Regions from separate parts of the Mus musculus genome. Here all the other regions are linked to region 1. A link is a contact called in public Hi-C, HiChIP or PLAC-seq and promoter capture Hi-C data. All regions are on one chromosome and are shown on one strand. Each heading gives the region's core, a stretch centred on a gene start, on an enhancer-like site or on the middle of the called end of the contact. The rest is flanking DNA. Distances are from core to core; before and after follow the strand shown. Region 1 holds the start of Zfyve19 (zinc finger, FYVE domain containing 19). Region 2 holds the start of Adal (adenosine deaminase-like). Region 3 holds the start of Ccndbp1 (cyclin D-type binding-protein 1). Region 4 holds the start of Ganc (glucosidase, alpha; neutral C).

Evidence for each region. A called contact is a pair of places that touch in the nucleus more often than the background predicts. HiChIP or PLAC-seq counts read pairs in DNA pulled down with a chosen protein or histone mark. Capture Hi-C pulls out chosen DNA fragments and counts their contacts.
Region 2: an H3K27ac HiChIP or PLAC-seq map of microglia shows a contact between it and region 1, with 6 times the contacts expected there. The contact joins the promoter of Adal here to the promoter of Zfyve19 in region 1. A contact is called at or near these places in 1 of 39 promoter capture datasets (liver), 1 of 115 datasets of contacts at active chromatin or transcription factors (microglia) and 2 of 9 other capture datasets (adipose tissue and liver).
Region 3: a contact with region 1 is called in a promoter capture Hi-C map of liver, with 2.3 times the contacts expected there. The contact joins the promoter of Ccndbp1 here to the promoter of Zfyve19 in region 1. A contact is called at or near these places in 2 of 39 promoter capture datasets (both in liver) and 1 of 9 other capture datasets (liver).
Region 4: a Hi-C map of uterus shows a contact between it and region 1, with 4 times the contacts expected there. The contact joins the promoter of Ganc here to the promoter of Zfyve19 in region 1. A contact is called at or near these places in 1 of 39 promoter capture datasets (liver), 1 of 484 Hi-C or Micro-C datasets (uterus) and 1 of 9 other capture datasets (liver).

What each region holds. Positions count from the first base shown.
Region 1 is chr2:119,207,216-119,210,458 of GRCm38.p6, forward strand. Zfyve19 (zinc finger, FYVE domain containing 19) reads left to right here and starts at 1,505. Exons shown (of 11, transcript NM_028054.3): 1 at 1,505-1,968. The coding sequence starts at 1,915. Dnajc17 (DnaJ heat shock protein family (Hsp40) member C17) reads right to left here and starts at 1,580. Exons shown (of 11, transcript NM_139139.2): 1 at 1,473-1,580. The coding sequence starts at 1,550.
Region 2 is chr2:121,140,488-121,143,730 of GRCm38.p6, forward strand. It overlaps Adal (adenosine deaminase-like), which reads left to right and starts at 1,606. Exons shown (of 10, transcript NM_029475.2): 1 at 1,606-1,816; 2 at 2,037-2,167; 3 at 2,662-2,722. The coding sequence starts at 1,757. It overlaps Lcmt2 (leucine carboxyl methyltransferase 2), which reads right to left and starts at 211. Exons shown (of 1, transcript NM_177846.3): 1 at 1-211. The coding sequence starts at 113.
Region 3 is chr2:121,006,850-121,010,092 of GRCm38.p6, forward strand. It overlaps Ccndbp1 (cyclin D-type binding-protein 1), which reads left to right and starts at 1,559. Exons shown (of 11, transcript NM_010761.2): 1 at 1,559-1,760; 2 at 1,869-1,928; 3 at 2,194-2,273; 4 at 2,978-3,059. The coding sequence starts at 1,661. Tmem62 (transmembrane protein 62) reads left to right here. Exons shown (of 14, transcript NM_175285.3): 14 at 1-994. The coding sequence ends at 296.
Region 4 is chr2:120,402,236-120,405,478 of GRCm38.p6, forward strand. It overlaps Ganc (glucosidase, alpha; neutral C), which reads left to right and starts at 1,661. Exons shown (of 24, transcript NM_172672.2): 1 at 1,661-2,824. The coding sequence starts at 2,796. Tmem87a (transmembrane protein 87A) reads right to left here and starts at 1,881. Exons shown (of 20, transcript NM_001110496.1): 1 at 1,670-1,881; 2 at 475-535. The coding sequence starts at 1,825.

The DNA of each region.
Region 1 (3,243 bases), core at 255-2,754:
CATCCTAACATTTGGGAGGCAGATTTATCGCTGTGAGTTCGGAAAAACTAGCCTGATCTACATAGAAAGTTCCAAGACAGCCAGGGCTACATCAACTTTTCTTCGAGAGAGAGAGAGAGAGAGAGAGAGAGAGAGAGAGAGAGAGAGAGAGAGAGAGAGAGAGAGAGAGAGAGAGAGCGAGAGAGAGAGCCGGGCATTGGTGGCGCACACCTTTAATCCCAGCACTTGGGAGGCAGAGGCAGGTGGATTTCTGAGTTCCAGGTCAGCCTGGTCTACAGAGTGAGTTCCAGGACAGCCAGGGCTGCAAAGAGAAAGCCTGTGCTTTACGAGTATTTATTTCTACATCCATTTTTGACTTCAGCCAAATCTTCAGGAAGCTTTCTGAGCAGGATGACCACAACTTTACTGAAGAATCCAATCACCCTGATTTTCTGCCCCAGAGCACTCTTTCTGACACTCAAGCATTGGACAAGCAGTCCAGAAGTATAAGAGCATTGATAAGATCTCTTGCTGGGCGGTGGTGGTGCATGCCTTTAATCCCAGTACTGGGGAGGCAGAGGCAGGCGGATTTCTGAGTTCGAGGCCAGCCTGGTCTATAAAGTGAGTTCCAGGACTGCCAGGGCTATACAGAGAAACCCTGTCTCGAAAAAATAAATAAATAAAAAGGATCTCTTCCCCCCCCCCACCTTAAACACGTTAAGACAGCTGACCTTAAACTCCACAAGAAACTGAAGTTGACCTTAAATTCCTGATTCTCCTCCCTCCAGCGCCCAAGTGCATTACAGGCTTGGATCACTATGCCCAGCCCGGTGGGCATTACTTTTTATCCAATGAACTCCCCTGCGTGTACTGTCACTATTGCCACCACAATCTAAGAGTAAATAACAGAAACCTTAAGTACAGCACTTGAGATAAGTGGACCCCCACACCACCTGCTTTAACCTTCTGATCCTCTTGTTTAACCCGCTAAGCAGCACGCACTGACAACATTGGAACATCTGATACTTAAAAAGAGGAAAAGAAAACTGAGGCCTCTAGGTTCTAGGCCTCAACGTCAAATCCAGAAAAAGAAGAGGGGCTGAGGGGAGGAGTTAGAGCCTAGAGACTTTTCTTCCTAGGATCCCCCTGAAGTTAAAACAGACTAAAACCAAACACCTCCAGACAGACAGGTAAAACGTTCAGCGTACAAACTGATGCTGCGCAGGCGCAAAAAAGCAGGCCTGGGCTCTCAGGTTCAACCGGCCTCCAAACAGTGTGGCAGAAGGGACAGCACGGTCACACAGTTCAGAGTTCTCAATGCCTCCCTCCCTAACCCAGTCCTCAAGCCTTTCAGGAAGTGCCCGGAGGCCCCCTTTTTAGTCATTGGCCGTCCCTCGCTCCGGGTCCAGGATAGGGCGGAGCATAGAAAGCCGGAGCCAGGCGCGCGCCCTGACGCGAGGACCGAAGAACTGCTTTGCCTATCAAGTTCTCACCTCTTTGTCTGCCGCCTTCTCCTCAATGCCGAGCAGCGCGTACAGATCCATTTGTAAGAGCTCTTTGGTCACCGCCATGGTTCTAGTCCAAACTTGAATTGATACTACAACTCCCAGGAGTCTGAGCGTGTGCGTGGGCGCGGGGCTTACTCGCTCCGAGCCGGCCCAAAAGCGCGCTAAGCCTCCTGGGATGATGCCTTCCGATTCTCGTCTGACTGGCTGTGGAGGAGCGCGCTGCGGAGAATGAACTACGACTCCCAGCATGCCCCACTCCGCTGCCGCCCCGCCTTGGTGAGTGCAAAGTCAGAATTCTCCGCGCTGGGCCGCCCCTGGACAGCGCCGATGGGCGTGTGGGACTGGGCTGCACAACCTGAGGGTCTGAGAGGCCTACCCTGCGCTGGTGAGAGGCTAACCTACCAATTCTGCAGCGCCGAGAACTGCTATGGAGAGCAGGTGCTACGGCTGTGCTGTCAAGTTCACCCTCTTCAAGAAGGAGGCGAGTGTACTCCCAGAAAGCCGAAGGGCCAAGGGAGGACGCGGGGCGAAGGGAAGGGAGTTGCAGGCTAAAGACCGTTTGACGGCTTCTTTTCAGTTGTGTGGTTTTGATGAAGTAACCCGGTTAACCTCTCTGTAAAGTGGGTCGGATGCCCACCCGTTTCCGGGTTAAGATGATGGTCTGATGAGGTTCAGTGAGGTAAAAGCACTTCCTGCAAATCCCGATGACCTTAGTTCGAACCCCAGGACCCACATGGTGGAAGGAGAGAACTCCTGAAAGTTATTCTCTGATCTCCACACACATGCCATGATATGCATATGTCTGCACGCATACACTCACAAAGAAATAATGTAAATTAAGAAAATGTAAAGTAGCTTCGGTGAGGTGCTGTAGCTGAAAAGACCCTAGAAATTGTAAAGTTTCCAAAAGCTACACTTTTTTTTTAAATCTCCACCTACATTCTATCCACTCCCCTTCTCTCCATCTCTGTCTTTAAAGTCATCCCATGCATGCCGGTTGCTCTCTGTTCTGAAACCTGCCCCGTCCACAGCTTGCCCTTTTCTCCCCAGGGCACAATGAAAAAGCCTTCTTCTCAACCACATTCCCCTTGTGAGCTGCAAGGGAAGTAAATGGGACGAATTCATGGTGTATAGGATTGGAGCACTTACATATCAATTTTGGTGTCAGAGTTCAAATTTCAGCTGCCCTGTCTTATTCAAAGAATGATCTAATTGAACGGTCATGTAATTTCACTGGCCCCTGTTAAAATAGAGATAATACTGGTGGGCATCAGGATCAAATATGATGACGTATGTAAGTGATGATGGTTATAACAAATGATGAATTTTAAGGTGCAGGCTTAGTGCCTGGCACACACTAAGTACTTAATAATTGAAGCTATTGTTACAACCCTATCCTGAGGCGAACCTCCCACCATCTCTACCAGAACAGAGAAAGCACGGGATCTGCACCCAACTCTGATTCTTTTTGTTGACAAGCCAGGGACCTGACACACTGGGCCTTGTTTGTCTTTGCACTACACCCCCATGGTAAGAAATTGAAAATGGTAGAAAGCATGTGAATTTTGCCTGAAGTTTTATCTAATTTGAATAAGACTCCGGAAACAAGGAATTGCTGAACCCATCTCGGCCAGAACCCTAGGGATACCACTCTTCCTCCTTCCTTCAAAATCTGGTCACAACTTCACTTCCTTCTTTCTGTGAGTGCTTAGAGGGTCTCAGAGAAGAGCCATCGGGGCTGGGTGAGACATGCTTC
Region 2 (3,243 bases), core at 356-2,855, 1.9 Mb after region 1:
GCAAAGGGGTCGCGCACGTATCCGTGTGCGGCAAGCGATCGTTTGCTGAGGGAGCTGCTGTCGTTGGTGCTCTGGACCGTTCCCGCCCGGCGCTGGCGGCCTCGCGGGCCCATGACGAGAAGGTGCTCAGCAATACTGCACACAGAACACTTACCGAGCTCCCGCTCATCCGCTTCTGGGTGCGTCACTTCCGAGAAGACCGCTCTCTGCCAAAACCCGCGAGAGGTTTTTTGACCTTCCCCCCCCCCACCCCCCCTTTCCAAATTACGTTTTCCTGGGAACACGCCAGCTGCTTCGGTAACAGCTAGCGCTTGGAGAGCTCAAGTTACCTCTTTGTACAGGCATTTTCTGCAGGGAAAAAAAAAACTTGTGTAGATCCTCTTATTTGAGAACATTTTTAGGTGAATCGGAGGCTGACGACCTGATACCGGTTTGGTCCGGCAAAAGAGGACCAGCACCTCGGATCTTAAGCAATCCAGAGTAGATTGGTCCTTGCACAAAAGTAACAGTTGCTCCTTTATTGAGTGTTCTCGTTGCGAGGGAGAACTCATTTAGATCTTAAATTAGGCCATATGGAAAGTGAAGAAAGAGACCTTTACGGATAATTACTGATTATTATTAACCCACTGCCCCTGTACGTGCTGTTTATTCTCATGTAGTCTAAATTCTGTGCTAGGTCTACAGTGAGTAAGTATTCAGCATGTAAAAATGACACTCCCCTCCACTTCCAAGATTCTGTGATTCGTATGTGGTATTGAGTATGTCTGCTGAAAATCGCTATAGAAGAGATGTGATTATTCCCTGTGGCGTTGTTGTTTAAAGGAAGCAACCCAGGTTGGACTTTTAAAGTTTCTACATTTGATGCTTAGGAGATACCAGTAAGAAAGCACTCCCAGAGATGCGTAGAAACTTCATCATTTACTAATTTAGTGTCTGCTTGGATTAGGAAAGGAAATAGAAAGACTTGAAGAATGGTTAACTCAGAGCAGTAGTATGTAACGGCTGAGAGTATGAGTTCTGGAGTCCAACTGGATCAAGAAAAATTTTCTATGAAGATTTGGTTATTGGAAAATGTTTTAGGGTTAGGAACTCGTTAGTGGTCTTAGAAGAGCAGATTGTGTGGCAGAATGATTCAGTGCGTGCAAGATATGTTAATAAAGGCATCTAGTCGACCAGAAGGATCAGAGACAGGAGGCAGCAAATACTACCCTCCATCCAGAGACAGGATTTTCGCCTGACAGACCCAACCCATTTAAGGAAAGTGTTTGTGCGACGTAAATATGAAATAACATGTTTTCTTGTAAAAGCAAATTCGTGCTACATGTGTAAGCTAACCTGACCTACGCAGTAGATTAAAGGAGCCCAGAGTTAAAGGGACAGACGAACGCTGGATTTTTAGTTTTCGGGTGTTTTTTTTTTTCTTGTTCTTTTTTTTTTTTACTAGTCATTTCCCCATTGCAGACACACCTAAGTTAGCTTTGCTTAACTTAAGTTAGTGGGAGCAGGGGGTTGAGGGGGCTTGGGAGGTGTAAAAAGAAGATATCAGCAGTGACTGTGTTTCTGTTTGCATGTTAGATCTGAAAATAGTTACATTTGTTATTGTAGGTGAAAGTGATCCCAGAGCCACACATAGTGCAAGTCTTGTTTAAAATGGCAATCTGAAGGAAGTCCAGCACCTCAGAGATTCCCACTTTGATAAGTTTATCGTCCAAGCCGAGAATAAGAGCAAAGAGAAACTTTTCCTTCTACTGAAGTGATGGAGGCCGGACAGCAGTGGCCTGGGAAGACAGACTTTTATCTGCAATTACCAAAAGTGGTAAGAATTAACTACAGAGTTCTTGTTACTGTATAATGGCTTTTGTATTGTTTTCCACAAAAGAGAAGTAAAGCTTATGGGTAGAAATTGTAGAGTGGGTATAGCTGAACCAAGTAGCTGGCCTAGTATAAACTACAACTAGGAACCAGGCCACCAGGGCCTGATGTATGGGGCTCTGGATCTCGTGGACTCTTGTGAACTGATTGTCCTCTTGTGTTAGGAGCTCCATGCCCACTTGAATGGCTCCATTAGTTCCAGTACCATGAAGAAACTGATAGCCAAGAAGCCACATCTTAACGTTCATGGTCACATGACCATGATTGACAAGGGGAAGAAAAGGACTTTACAAGAGTGAGTTTGGGAGGTTGTGGGAATTTTTTGTGGCTGTATTTTGGGATTATAATATATAAGAATCAGATTTTAATACTTAGATAGGGTAGACATCTGGCATAAAATATATAACCTAACTCACAGTGCTTTTCCAACTGTCAGACTGACAGTATGTTTAATGATTTATATTGTTTGTCATATTGAGTTGTTCCTTAGATTTGAAAATAAAGACAGATTGATTTTTCTCTATTTGCTAGTCCTGGCAGGATTAAAGAATAGGAATGGCTGTTTCATACTTTTCAATATAAATAAGTAATATCTTATTTTAGCTATTAAATTGTCTTTCTAGATCAATGTAATTTTGAAAAAAGGTGTATCCTATAGTTCTTTGTAAATTTAAATATATACTTACTATTAACCTCAAATTTACTAATTAATTCCATTCTGAGGGTTTTTCTTGAGTAACAGGTTTTGATGAGGGAAGTGTGTTAAGACATTTTTTTTTTCATTTGTAGATGTTTCCAGATGTTCCAAGTTATACATCAGCTTACTACTAGTGCTGAGGACATCCTGATGGTGAGACACAGAGGCAGGTTAAAATGGCGTGACTTTCCACAGCAGTGCACAGCTCACCTTGCGCATGTCCTTTGGCTTTCATCCACGCTCTGATGGAGATGCTTGCTCTTTCCCCCCACTTCCTTCCCCCTCTTTATTTTTTCCTTTCTTTTTCTATTAATTTACAGATTTTTTTTCATGACAACTCTTTGAAAAGTCAGTGTAAGACATTGGCCTAAGAGCTAATGTAAAGTCTGTTGTTGTCTTAAAAAAAGAGGAAGCGGGTGGAAGGGAAAGGAAGGGAGTGAGAGAAGAACCAAGGTCAGCATTGTATTGAACGGGGAGGAGAAAGGCAGGAGAGCCTGACCCTGATTTCCATGTAGGACATGTCATAAGAAATAGTTGGGAGCTGGAGAGATGCTCAGTGGTTAAGAGCACTGGTTGCTCTTGCAGAGGACCTGGGTTTGATTCCCAGCAACTACATGGTATTGGGACCCCTCTGTAACTCCAGTTCTAGGCATCTGACCTGGTCCTCTTCTGAC
Region 3 (3,243 bases), core at 309-2,808, 1.8 Mb after region 1:
ACGTATGCTGGAGTTTGCTACATCGCTGCTTTGGTCACAGCTTCAGGTCTCATCTCCACCAGGGAAAATACTGGAAGATTATACCTGTTTACCTACTTATACTTCTACTGTACATATGGCAGGTTTATTCTTGCTACTTTCTTCATGTGACATATGGCTCCCTAGCCTTTACATTCTCTCCATTGAGGACCTGGTTGACATTGCTGACACCTGTGCTCATTTACCGTGTGTGGACATTGAACTCCACTGAACTTGGAATATTCATGGTGCAGTTAAAAAGTCATCTGAGCTCCTGAAGTCCATGGCTTACAGCTAGCAGCCTGGAAGAAGTCCAGCCTCCACATTTGTGGCTCAGATCTCTGCCCTGTGGCAGATGGGAAAGCCAGTATCAGTGGGTGAGCTTCAGGAAGCAGTCACTCCTTGGACATCTGAATGTTGGAAATGTTTACTACTGATTCTTGCTGTGTGGACTGCAGAAAAGTCTAACAATTGATTCTTCCTCAGGAGGCAAAGAGCCCTAATCAAGAAGATTGCCACAGTGGGGTCTCTGTGTCACTGTGTCCCTTGGTACTACTGTGTTTATTAGGGTCATCCTGTGAAAAGCATCCAGCCCGAACTTGGAGTTCAGGATGTCATTTTCTGCCTAGGGAGCCTGTGGAAACTTGTCCTGGACCTTTACTGCTCCTGAGACTTGACTTCCCAGCCTGTTTCCCCACCGATCATGGGCTTTCTGCTTCCTTAGCCAAGGTTGTTTTCAACTAATCAAATAAATGAATGAATGGTAGCCATAAACAATGGGTTGGAGAGATCAGTGGTTAAGAGCATGTACTTTACCTCCAGAAGACCCGAGTTCAATCCCTAGCAACCATGTCAGATGCTCACAACTGCCTGTAACTCTAGCTCCAGGCCAGAGCCACTGTGGGCACCTACATTCATATGTGCACAGACTTACATGTGATTAAAAAATAATAAAAGATAAGTATTAACAAAGAAATATCACAAACGGATCTGCAATGTTGATAAACATATGGGAGCCAGAAAGTGGGCCTGGTTTGGGGGCTTGGAGAAAGAGTCACCAGGGAGCTGGAGTCAGCAGTTAAGAGTGCTGGCTGCTCTTCCAAAGGTCACAGGTTCGATTCCCTTCACTCACACAGTGTAACTCCGGGTCCTGGGGATCTGATTCCCTCTCTGGCCTCTGCAGGCACTGCCACGGACATATTTACAGGGGAAAAGCTCAGTTACATAGAAGAGTGGCCAGGTCTCTAGTAGGTCAAAAGATGCCTGGCTGGGTCTTTTGAGTGGCCTAGTGTCATGGAGGGAGGGGTAGTGGGGTGTAGCCAGGGACTGGAAAAAGTCTCTAGATCTGCGGGGAGGGCAGGTGAAGGAGGCGTGGCTGGGTCTCCAGGCCGGGCCAGCGGGGAGTGGGCAGGTTTCCAGTGGGGAGGCGTGGTCTTGTTCCTGAGTGGGCGGGTCTCTGGGGGTGGGGGGAGGCGTGGACGGATGGCCGGGCTGTCTGGGAAGGCGGGGTCGCTACACTGAGAAGGAAGGGGCGGGACGCGCTGTGTGTTGCCGGAAACGAGATGAGTTTTTCAGCACCGGAAGTACTGCGGCGGGGCCAAATGGCTTAAGCGTCTTAGCTGGTTCCCAGAGAGAGCCTGCGATGGCGAGCTCGACAGCCGCAGTCCCCTTCCTTGCTCCGCCTCTGGAGCAGCTCCGGCACTTAGCAGAGGAGCTACGGTCACTTCTGCCTCGAGTACGGGGTGAGTTATGGGAATCTGCATCCCGGGCTCCGGGTAGGGATGTAGGGCATCAGGTCAGGGCTCCTCTCACCTGTCTTTTGCTTTCGGGGTGATCCGGCCTTCCTCAAGTCGGCGAAGCCCAGGAGACAGCGGAGGAATTTAATCGAGAAATGTTTTGGAGAAGACTCAGTGAGTGTCTGCCGTTGCGGGCTCTTCCCTCATCTCCCTGCATCCTAACCTTCCCTCTGCTGTCCCCTGAGATGACAATGTCTCTGGTCCTCATCCCTTCTCCCACCCATTCTCCGCACTTGAAGCAGAAATATAAAACGATTTCTGGAGTTGTTTTGGAGATGTTGATTAGGGTGGAAAAGGGACGCGTTATCTAAAAAGTCCAAGTAGTAACTTTAACCTTTTAACACTAACTTTGGCCCCCTGCCGCCTCTGACACCCCCAGATGAGGCAGCAGTGAAAGTGAACGGGGAAGCCACTGTTCTGACAACGCACTTCTCTAAACTTCCATGGCCATCTCCACAGGTGAGCTTTGCTTCCGGAGGGTTATTTTCTCCTTAAGAATCCTCCCGTTTTCTTACCCTTCACATTCAAGCCACACTTATTTCCCCCACTTAGCAAGCGAGGTTACAGTTCTTACCACATGGGATTGTTGTAAATAGCCAGGTGCATAGGGTTAGAAAGGTCTTCTAAATTTAGGCTGAAACTCAGCCAGGTTAGTTCCTCTTAACTTTCAACTTTCCTTGTTGATTTATAGCTGTTTCACATACATATTCCCCATCTGACCAATGAGTAAGCAGGTTTAGAGGCTCAGGTCAATAAATAGCAGAGGAGGAGTTAAATGTCTTTGCAGTATCTAAGCAGCACCTGTTATATAAAACCCTTTAGTGTTAAGATGTTGCTGTTGCTGCTGGTGGTACACACCTTTAATCCCGGCACTTTAAGGAGGCAGGGGCTGGCTGCTCTCTTGAGTTCAAGACCAGCCTGGTCTACAGAGCAAGTTCCAGGACAGCCAAGGCTGTCCTTCTTTTTGTAATGCTTTTTATAATTGTCAGGTGTCTACCTAATTTCTTTCTATTGTGTGGTGAGTACATTATAAGACCTGACTCATGACGAGTTTTCATAAAAGATTTAACCATGCTCTATAGATGTTTGGTCTCTTCCTTAGTAAATGAGTTGACAGCATTGATGTTAAACATTCTTTCTGAATTTGGTCCATCACCTCATAGGAAACCCAGAGGATCTGTGAGCAAGTCCGTATTGCCATCGAGGAAATAATTATAGTGTATTATTCACTTCCTAAGGACCAGGGTAAGTGACCGTACACGGTAGTGTTGTATTCATGGGCTAGGGCTTTGCTAAGGTAGTAGACTATATCCTGACATGTAAACATTATATGTTTATCTTCAGGGTAATATTATATATTTATACGTAAGTATATTATCCATGTTTGTTTCTCTTCATTTTGAGCATGTGACTTTCCTGTGAAATAAAA
Region 4 (3,243 bases), core at 411-2,910, 1.2 Mb after region 1:
ATATTGCTCACAGATAGGACTTATAAATTAAATATTTTTATCTAAACAGTGCCAGGTTATTAAAGTTCTGGACTTAAAAATACATTAAGGGGCTAGGGAGATGGCTTTGTTGGTAAGATGCCTGCCTGTCACAGCAAGCATCAGCACCTGAGTTCAGATTCCTAGCATCCATGTAAAAATCCATGCCTGTAATTCCAGTGCCAAAGAAGCGGGCAAGAAGATCCCTGAGGCTGGCTGGTCAGCCAGTCTAGCCAAACCTCAAGCTCCAAGTTCAAGGAGAGAGTCCTTGTCTCAAAAAACAGGGCTGACAGCAACTGAGGAAGACACAAGTAACTGACCTCTGACCTTCACACACATGCATACATGTTCCTACATGCACACAAATGCGCGCGCGCACACAGAAGCAAACTAGGGTAGAGAATAATTTTCTAAGTTTAAAAGATCCGAATAACTCAATGAAGTTTAGAAACTCACATTTCAGTAAGATGGTAGTATTTCTGAAAAGAATCTTTCCAAAATTAAAATAACCTTTCCCCTGAAAAGATAAAGGGAAGATAATTAACATCAGGGCATTTCGATTTTCAAGGCAGAATATGAATACCTACATTTATAAAATATTCAAAATTTTCTTAATCAAAAAGACAGTAACAACATTTTCTTTAGTGAAAGTCAGTCATATCCTAACTATTGGCTCTTGCCGCTCCCTACAGGCCACAGAGCAGGGACTCTTGAGTGGGAGGCTGCTACAAATTTCAACCTAACTTCAAAGTGGCTTGAGCTGGACAGTTCCTTTTTTACTCACGAATCATCCCTCAGAACAACCGACTTTTGAATAAACTTTCAGCAGTTTTACTTTTACATGTAAAAGGACTTAACTATTAATCATTTCAGTAACAAACAGAAAACTACAACTCAAAGCCCAAAACCCTTTACCAACATGAATACAACCTGTAATATTTGCCATATAAATGTACAGTGAACAGGACAAAAAAAAAAAAAAGGCAAAAAGGTCAACGAAATGGCTAATGGTTTTTAAAGCAGTTCTCACCAAAATCTGGTTTTTCTGGTTCAAAGTACTGTACTAAGTCAAACGAGATTCTAAAATGGGTCGACTTATCAGTTAACTATCCAAACAAAAGACTATCCTTACTACACAACATTTTAGAATTGTTTCGTTTTGGCTATTCCCATGTTAAAATGCATTTTTGAATCTCCAAGTCCCCTAATCACAAAAGACGTTTCCAAGTTTAAACCAAATCAAAACCCTTCATCCGTAGGACTATTTTTACAAACACACACACACGAGTTAAAAATAAAGACTTCTATTCACATCTCCCTTTCATCCAGCCCTAGTACTGGATTTTGTAACATTCTAGCTGAAAGAGAAACTACTATCTCTCCCTGTGTATTAAGTTTCTCTCCTGTTCCATGCTTAAAGTTCTGTTACTTTCCCGGTAAGAACACGCTTGGCCCCTGACACTCCTCGCCTACAGCAAATAGCTCAGCTCTCAGCTCAGGGCAGGTGGGATCCCGTCGGCAGCTACACGGACGCTCTGGGTATTCCACTCACTTTGGGAACCCGACTTTCCAGAAATCTTCCTGGACCCCTTGGGCCACCGTAGCCCCACCTCTTACCCCCTTCAGGCTCAGTAGCGACCCCAACACTCACCGACGGCATCGGAATGTGCCACTTCGATCTATCTGCAGCAAACACGGGTGCCGGACCTGCACCAAGAAACGATAATGGGAACGGCTGCGCCCCTAAAAGAAGAAAAATAACAGGAGACACCTGAAGCCACGCAGCCACCGCCATCTTCACAGCCATGAAGCGCCTACCCAAAGTATTGAGCCTTCTTCCGGCTAGGTAGTTCCGCCTTCTTCCGGCTCGTCCCACCCTCTTCCGGCGCTACTTTGTGGGCGGGATTATCCGGGTCCTTGAAACTGTGCTTCTTCCCACAGACGCTCAGAGCGCCCCAGAAACTTTGAGTCTACTGCGCAGGCGTCCTCCTGTTTCCCTGCGATCGTGGCCTGGAGGTGAACTAGCAGAGTTTTGAGGTCTAGTGCTTCCCTCTGTTCTTCCAGCCCTTAAAGGAACTCAGTGCAGCGGCCAAGGCTTTGCTTTTCCTGCTTCTTCCCGCCCCTCATCCTTTCCAAGTCAAGGTCAGGCGCAGGCCAGACGTCTGTAGAAGCGCGCACACTGGATGCATGATTGACATCAAGTACTGAGTTCTCTGGCTGTCGAGCTGTGGCAACAGAGCCTGGAATGTGACGGGGCTGAAGTAGAAACGATTCATTAGCTCCAAAGTCCCTTTTGACCCTGAAAGACTGTGGGGCAGCTGCAGCATAGTTTGACAGGCGACATCAGCGTCCAGCAGTGATCCAGACTGTACTCCCCATTCGAAACTAAAAGTGAGGAGAGATCAGGTCAGCTTTCGGTATTGTAGAGTGACAGCCACTAAGACTGACCCTTATTGGTGGTGCTTCCTGTTTCTCACACTCTTAGATTTTAACCTCTAGGGCAGCGAGCACATCTCCGCCAATAAAAGCAAAGTTCATCAGCCACTCTCAACCTAGAAATATTTACCAAGTACTTTATCCCTGTAAAGACGCTGGTTTACGCTTGAGATAATACCAGATGAAAAAAAATTAAGATTGGCTTCTGCCCGAAGGGGACTCTTGACTGTGATGAAGTACGGGTTATAATTTAGCAAGCCTGCTTGTCACCGTTTTTTTAAAGATCGCCTGAGACTGTGGCCTGAGAGTTAGGAGTCAGGCAGAGTTAACATCCTTGTGCCATGGAAGCAGCTGAGAAAGAGGAAATCAGGTAAAGGGCAATTGCTCCCCCCAAGAACGGACTCCAAAAACAACCTTCTAGCTTTGATGGCTTCACTTAGGTTTTAAAGCACTTCCTTGAATGCTTGCTATTTGCTTCATCGTTCTTTATTGGTTCTGCGGGGATTTGGGTAATGTTAATAGCTAACCTCTCATAAAGTACTTTCAGGAGGATTAGATAAGTTTAACAGTGGAAAGGTTGCCTTCCAAACTCTTAAATGGATTTTTGAGCGGGCTGCCCCTCCCCAAGGCTCATTCAACTGGAAACGGAAGACAGCAAGGTCTCCTCATGTTTGCACACTGGATTAAAATAAACGGTGCCAAACCAGAGTTTAATGAGGGTATTTCTTTCTTTTTTTTCTTATTCTTTTTTTTTCTTTTTTCACTATAAAAGTTTCTTGGCATGACTAG